Regions from separate parts of the Gossypium hirsutum genome. Here region 1 is linked to region 2. Evidence: chromatin contacts called from public Hi-C data. All regions are on one chromosome and are shown on one strand. The core of a region is the stretch at or near the end of the contact, and the rest is flanking DNA. Distances in the headings are between cores, read along the strand shown. Region 1 holds the start of LOC107913548 (U6 snRNA phosphodiesterase). Region 2 holds the start of LOC107913543 (chromatin remodeling protein SHL).

The links. A called contact is a pair of places that touch in the nucleus more often than the background predicts.
Region 1: a Hi-C map of leaf shows a contact between it and region 2, with 1.9 times the contacts expected there. The contact joins the promoter of LOC107913548 here to the promoter of LOC107913543 in region 2. A contact is called at or near these places in 2 of 34 Hi-C or Micro-C datasets (both in leaf).

What each region holds. Positions count from the first base shown.
Region 1 is chrA13:3,818,810-3,822,842 of Gossypium_hirsutum_v2.1, reverse strand. It overlaps LOC107913548 (U6 snRNA phosphodiesterase), which reads right to left and starts at 1,657. Exons shown (of 6, transcript XM_016842175.2): 1 at 1,102-1,657; 2 at 912-1,004; 3 at 572-821; 4 at 357-453. The coding sequence starts at 1,270.
Region 2 is chrA13:3,686,737-3,690,501 of Gossypium_hirsutum_v2.1, reverse strand. LOC107913543 (chromatin remodeling protein SHL) reads left to right here and starts at 1,795. Exons shown (of 5, transcript XM_041084505.1): 1 at 1,795-1,954; 2 at 2,041-2,386; 3 at 3,022-3,027. The coding sequence starts at 1,882.

The DNA.
Region 1 (4,033 bases), core at 408-2,907, 130 kb before region 2:
ATAGCCATCCTACTGAGAGCAGATACGACTTAAATACTTAATTGTCAGGAAATGAGAATAGAACAAATACCCGACCAGTATGACAAACTAGTGCAAAATAAACATGATTTAGAAGTTTTTACTCCAATTGAAGCATCAATCTCAAAATTATATACCACTTTTAGAAACATAACTTGGAAACCCAAGCATCTCTATATAAAAAAAGATAGGCAATAAAGCTATGGTATATCATCCTCTTTCTTTAGCTTTTCTTTTTCACTTGAGATGTCCATATATATAAACAATGAAGGCAAGCTCAATATGCAAAAGAATTTCAATTTCAGTAAAAGAAAAAAGGAAAACTCCAGCACACTTACCTTGGGTAATCCTCCAGTAACAACTTCGAGTGAAAGAAAGGTGCACGTTCGATCATCATTGACAAAAACCTCCCATTTGTTAAAATCAATCCAATACCTACTTGCAATAAGAACAAAGATCAAAACCATATCCTTGAATCATAAGGAAGAAAACCCAAAGGTTATTTATTTAACAATGGAACTAAGCATAATAATAGTAAAGAATAACATCAAACCGCTTTTGAAATTGAAGTTTCTGGCGAAGCATTGCTACAATAGAGTCAATCTGGTGAACTCTAATAGGAACTGTCCTTCCTAAACTTATATGGAATTCCCTTCCCAATGCCACTTGTTCAAGTTTATGTTCTTCTTTACACAGTGTATTCAATGGAATATCAATATCCACAACATGGAGATTGGGAACCACGGATGAAACTCTCTTCAAAAATTGACCCATCTCTTTCTTTGATATAGACGGTATAAAAACTGAAATAATTAACAGAGTAAATAAAAAAAAAGGCAATTCATTCAATTCAATATTATCGATAAAGAACTGTGGCCATTCAAAAAAAGCACCTGGAATGTAAACGTGCAAAGCATAGTTGCCTTCGACGTGAGGGAAGCTTCTCACTCTACTGGGCTGACCAGTTTGTAAGTAATCCAAAGATCCTTTTTTCATTATCAAGAAAAAAATAGTTGATGAGCAAAAAGAGTAAAATATTTTAGTAAAAGAAAGTTATGGGAAATTTGTTGTAGTTTGAATTACCAAGGGAATTGGGAGGGTGGAGGAGAGAAACAGGAGGCGGAGGGAGAGCAGACGACAGCGTCTCCTCCGTTTGGGGATTGGAATTGGCGGGAAAAGACAGCGGAGGAGAGTGGTCGGAGTCGGAGTCCGATGAGTCGTCGTCTCCATATGTTGCTCTTAGCGCTTCCATATGGAATGGATACTTTGAGAAAGGGGGCTCTTTGTTTTCGAGGCTTCCCTTTCGTCTTCTACTGAACAGCTGCCACTTCTAGTTATGGCTTTTCCGGCTCCGGCGTATGATCGATCTTCGTTATGTTGCTCCAGCTGTCCTATCTTTTCTTTTAGTAGCTGGTTCTGTTCTTCGAGCTCGATCTGCTTCTTCTTCAGGCTTAGTATAGTTCTCTGGGCTTCTGTAAAATGTTCTGGTTGGACTGATTCTGGGCCCTTCTGCTTCATAGCCTGAATTACTTATGGGCTTTTATAGTATGGCTTCGTCAAGTATGTGTCTGCTTCGTGGAGGGCTTCTGCAAGAGTTGCATATTTCTTGATTCCTCCGGTCTTGATGTATTGGGCGACTTGTGCATATTTTTCGTATATTCCTCTTTTTTCGCCTCGGAATATGATGTAGTATGAATCTTCTTTTTTATTATTCGTAAAAGTATAATGCTAAACCATTAAGGCAAGCAATGAGATATTTTATATTTGATTTTTTATGAGCAATAAATGTATTATCAATAAGTATACGCTCTGTACTGTATCATTTGTATTAGTTCCAGGTGCAAGATTAAATTCTTGTCCTTATCCTTTATAATCTGAAAAAACCAATTTATCGGAATGTATGAGTTTTGGTTTTTCAGGGGCCTTTTCCTTCTTTCCAAAACATATCCCTTTTGGTTCTGTTTTCTTATTATTTATAAGATCGTCTTTATTCAACCCAAGTTGGGCTGCCTTTTGTATAAGCTCGATCTTAGCTTGGTATAAAGGATCTTCTGGTGTTCCACAGAGATCGTATAAGTATTTATTCTGAGCATCCTCTTCATTGGATCCCAGCTTAGTATCGATGGGTTGTATCAAAGTATTCTGATTTATAGTATTCTCCACTTGGGACCCGGTATTTATATTGCTTGCTCGAGGCTTCATGGTACCTGCAACAAAATCCCATAAATCAATATTAAGCAAATTAAACTTGAAACCTTGAGTTATTTTCTGGGTTCTGGGATAATAAATCGGCCAGCTTATTATCTTTTCCTGGTATATGTTCTATTTCTGGCTTTAGATGCCTTTCTATAAAGTATGTGGCTAGTTTGTTCCACCTATTTAGTGAAGTTCTTTTTTTTTGTTTTGTTTCTTTCATGTTAGCAAAGTATTTTACAATGCTAATACAATCTTTGCCAAGTACGAATAATTCAAAAGATTCTAAAGCGTATCTAAGGGCTAGCACTTCAGCATCTATTCCTCAAACTATTCTCTTTTCTTTGAATCTTCCTGAATTGTATCTACAAAGTTTTTCTGATAATTTGGGGGCGTATTGATTTTCGTTTTTGTATAAAACTGCTCCCCATCCTTCTATTGAACCATCTGTTTCTATTATAAGATAGTCCGTATGTAGTGGTAGTTCTAGTTTTGGATTCTTCGTACTTTTATGTCTTGGCTATCCATTTTTCTTAGTTTTATTAGTTACTGGACCAATTAATTTTGATAAATTCTTTTATAAATGGTCTTGCATAGTTTAGCAGGCCCAGAAATTCTTGTATTAGTTTCAGGCCTTCTATCGAGTACTTTTGGGCTATACGTGGTTGCCATTTCCTATTATGACTCCTAGGAATTTTATATATTCTTTTCCTAGTCCCATCTTTTTCTTGCTTATTATTATTCCCTCTTGATGGAATATATTGAATATGGTCTTTAAATGTTCTCTATGTTCTTTAGCAGTTTTACTAAAGACTAATACATCGTCTATAGCGAAATCACTACAATCTTTTAAATATATTATCCATTCTCTTCTGGTAGACTGCTGGGGCATTTTTAAGCCCAAATGGCATTACAAGCCATTCCCAATGTCCAATTGGATTTGGACATATACAGGCAGTAATGCATTTTTATTTGATGGTAGCTTGACTTACAGTCGAATTTGCTAAACCATTTTGCATCTTGTATTTTATTGATAAGCTGATCGTTACTAGGTATATTATAAGCATATTATCATAGGTATTATCATTTAACATTTTATAGTTTGTTTCTTATCTGTTCATTATGATTACTAACAAAGAAGCTCGCACTTCTATGTCTAGAATCGGATCTTCTTAGAAGTCCTACTTTTTCTAATTCTCCCATTTGTTCTTTATACCAACCAAGTTCTTGATTTGAACAAATATTTCATCTGTTATTTCAAATATTTCTGAATTTTTATTTTCGTGTTTACTTAAAAACAACTTCAAACATGTTAATTATTACTTAATTAATATTAAAGTTATATACCAATTAAAATTAAAATTCAGCTTTATAAATAGTTCTCAATAATTAGACATATTCAATCAAATAGCATTAAAAAATTTATCAATTAAAATAGAGATAGTTAGTATTAATAAATTAGAATTATATATATATTAAAAAAAAGAATGAAGCATTAACACAATGGTTCTTAAAAGACAATATTAAATAATATTCGAATAATAATAACATCAAAAAGTGATCGATGATTATTTTAATTGATGACGAGGTAAATTATTTATACTGTGTGAAGTAAACACTCTCAAAACTGTTATTTTTTTTCTATTTGTTATTTGTTTGGTACATGTGGAAAATGTTGAGTTTTTTTTTTAAAGAAAGTCAATTTTCAACAATTATGTTTTAATCACTATTATTAAATGTGTTTATTAATTTAATGTAAATATCTTTTATATTTATCATAAACTATTTTTATTTAATTTTATTATTTTTTCAAATTAATATT
Region 2 (3,765 bases), core at 546-3,045:
GAATCAATAACTTAAAAGTTGAAAAGTTACAAAATTAGGTAGCTTTACAATTCACATGCCTACAAGTTTTGATGGTGCTGAATAACGTGTATCCCAAAATTTAATATATTTAAATAAAGAAGAAAGATGAGGATGAGATACTCATTATGTCAAATGGAATTTAATACCAAGTAAGGCATTCCATTTGTTCTATTGTGAGGGTTTTTAGACTTTGACTTCCCAAGTATAATCGGAATCTCGCATCATGGTACGAGAATAATAGAAAAGATCGTTCGGTTAAAAGTTAATAACGACAAACATTCATCTAGTTCAAAACATAAATGTGATTTCGAAAAAAATTTATTACTACAGATATCATAAATTAACTCAAATAAAAACGATTGCAGCAAATTAAGAAGAAAAAGAATAGGAGGTGGCAAACAAAGTAAATTAAAGCCGATAAAGCAAGTAATGAAGGTGAAGCAAGACACACATTAACCATCTATTTATAAGCTCCATAACTCATCCAAAATGCATGCAACTGCCCTTACGCTCTAATAGTGTGTAACTTTCACATACATCACTCATCAACCACCATATGATCTTCTTATATATTGTCACGTACCGCCATGCCGCGTCATTAAACTTAATAACAAATGGCAACCAACACATGTTCTCCAAATCATGTTGCCATTAAAAGTCACATCTTTAAATCACAATTACATTATTCACTGGTCATTTAAATTAAAAAAAATAAATGAAAAAGAGAGAAATTTTGCTCTCACTAACATCTCTCTAACAGGGCCAACTTTTGTCTCCTCTTCGACTAGGAGACAATTGTTAAATCACCTTTACATGCACTCTTGTCGAGTGATACACCTCTATCTCAATTACTATTCGCTTTCTGTCACTGCCAAAAACCATTTATTGACAAAACAGTTATTATACATCATTAGCTCAACCTATAACATCGCATCATCATCCTACAAGGTCACATAGCCCCCTTCACTACATAACAACGAAGTGACTCATCTATTAATAGAACTCTTCCTTGTGACAACTTAATCCCTTGTATAAAAGCCCACTAGTAAACAATCCCTCTCTTTCATAGCTCTCCATCCACTAGGGTGAATCAATATCACACCTCTACTTGTCTCTTCGTTTCGTTGATACTTGGTATCAACAACATTGATTCAAAAAAAATATATATTTTTATTTAATTAAAATATACTTTTAAAATTTTAATTTTAACTCTAACTTAAAAAACATGCAGCTTGCACATTCTTCTTGGTTGATCAGTTTTTCTTTTAGCATTGTTTAATTGTTGTTGGACTAAAAACTATAACAGAGTAATAGTTTAAAGAAAGTTTAGGTGCTAAAGTGGAAAAACTAGTATATTTCAAGTGTCCAATCGTGAATTAAACCTTATTTCTAAATTCATTAAAAAGTGTTTGTTCTATTTGTTTTATCAGATTTAGTCCTTATATCATAATTTAATAGATTCAGTTTGTTTACATTTTAAAATGTGTATTTTTAATATTGATATTATTATTTTTTATAATAATTTCATCAAATAATGTGATGTACACATTAGAAAGTCAGGCTAAAAAATTTGATAGAATTTATTGAAAAAAAAAAGAGTTATTATCAAGATTGAAAGGACACATTTCGAAAAGTGGATGGATTAGGTATTATTAAATTATAGAAGAGGGATTAAATCAGAAAAAAACACATAGTACAGGGATCTTTCTAAAATTTGACCAAACTTTTACTATTATTTTTGAAAATTTAATTTTTGTCGCCCCACAATCTCTCTCTTGTCCTTGTGCATGCCTTTGTATTGTATTTCACTGAACGATTGTCGTTTATTTCTCTTTTTGTACTATTTTCTGTTCTTCTCCCATGGCCAAAGCTAAAGCTCCGAGGAGACCTCTAGAGTCTTGCACAATCAAACACATCAATAAAACAATTAACGGTAAGCCAAAGGAAATGAAAAAGATAAGAGCTTTAAGGGTTTTTTTTTTTCTAAAAAGTTGTGGTGGTGGTGGTGGTGACTGGCAGCTGGGGATTGCGTGTTGATGCGACCAGCGGACCAGTCAAACCCTCAATACGTGGCGAGAATCGAACGGATCGATGCGGACGCACGTGGAGGAAACGTTAAGGTTCTCGCAAGGTGGTACTACAGGCCGGAGGAGTCGATCGGAGGGCGGAGACAGTTCCATGGATCTAAAGAGCTTTTCTTGTCTGATCATTACGATGTGCAAAGCGCTGATACTATCGAAGGGAAGTGCACAGTCCATAGCTTCAAGAGCTATACGAAGCTCGACGCCGTTGGAAACGATGACTTCTTCTGTCGTTTCGAATATAATTCCTCCACCGGTGCTTTCAATCCCGATCGCGTCGCCGTGTACGTTCTTTTTCTTCTTTTAATTTTTGTTTTAACAAGTGCCTGAATTCTAACTTCATAATTGTTAATTAGACTCATGTTTTTCCCCTGTTTTCTCTTCGCTCAAAACTCATACTTCAATGGCTTAATTGGCGCTTTTTTTGTTGATTTATCACTAATGATGTTTTGTTCAGTTAATCGCTTGACTAAGATTAATTTAGTGAATATAAGTTGATTAACGTTGACTTCAACATTATATTTGTATGCTTAATGTTTGATTAATGTTCACTTGAAAAACACTATTTAATAGAGGAAGTGCAGTTTTACACGGATTCTACTTATGCGACGGTTTGGGATCTTTGGCGGGCTTCGACTATTTGCCCCACAAATCCCCTTATTTTGTCAGTGTATTTTATTTCTTTAATAAATGATGGATTCAGGTCCCACGACTCTAGCGGATTGAACTGGTTATTTCAAAGTGAACATTTTTACTTGAAATGAAGTTCGAGTGTTTTGCAACTTTGAGAATTAGATTATTCTATTTAATCTTTTTTTCCTTTGACCTTTTCTAGTTTGTTATGGTGATGTGGCAGTTATTGCAAATGTGAAATGCCTTACAATCCTGATGACCTAATGGTTCAGTGTGAAGATTGCAGTGACTGGTAAGTTGGATGCTTGGGAAGATAGCTATCTCAGTTATGCATTTATTAGGATGAATATATTGTATGCATCTTTGCAAGATATGCCAGAAGAGTTCTCTCCAAGTGCTTTTCTTTTTCTTTTATAAATTTGCATAAAATACATTAACATATGTTTTTGTTCAAGGATGTGAAAACAGTTTAATTGAGTGACAGATAGGCTACTGACTATTGTTTTAGCTGTCATTTATCAGCAGGTCGTTGAAGAATTGGAACTGGTATTATTTTAGCTGCCACTTTCAATTGGAGCAAAAATGGTTAAAGAAGTTCTAAAATTTGGCCCTATAGTGGAATGATGATCCCTTCCTCTCCTTTTCTGCTATGGAAACTGAACATTATTGTTTTCCCCCAACTTTTTGACTGGTAGTACGGCTAGGGTTTAATTAGCATTTTCTTTTAAGAAAATACCTCCTTCTAGGCCTTCCTGGGAGGCATTTATACAGTTGTGATGTAACCAAAGTCTTTGTTGTCCTTCACTAGAACAAAAGGCGGAAAACACGGTCCTCTTTTATAATGCTATTGGCAGGTGCTGGACCTAAGTTTAACTTTATTTATCCCTTAGAGCCTGCTCAGGTGGGGGCTGGGGAAGAGTGATTTGGTCCTGTTGTATAGGCCTTTAGACTTCGTATTGTCTGTGTTGTTAATTGTGTTGATATGAATTGATTCGATAGGCATGATCTTTGCTTAGATACAGTGTTCACA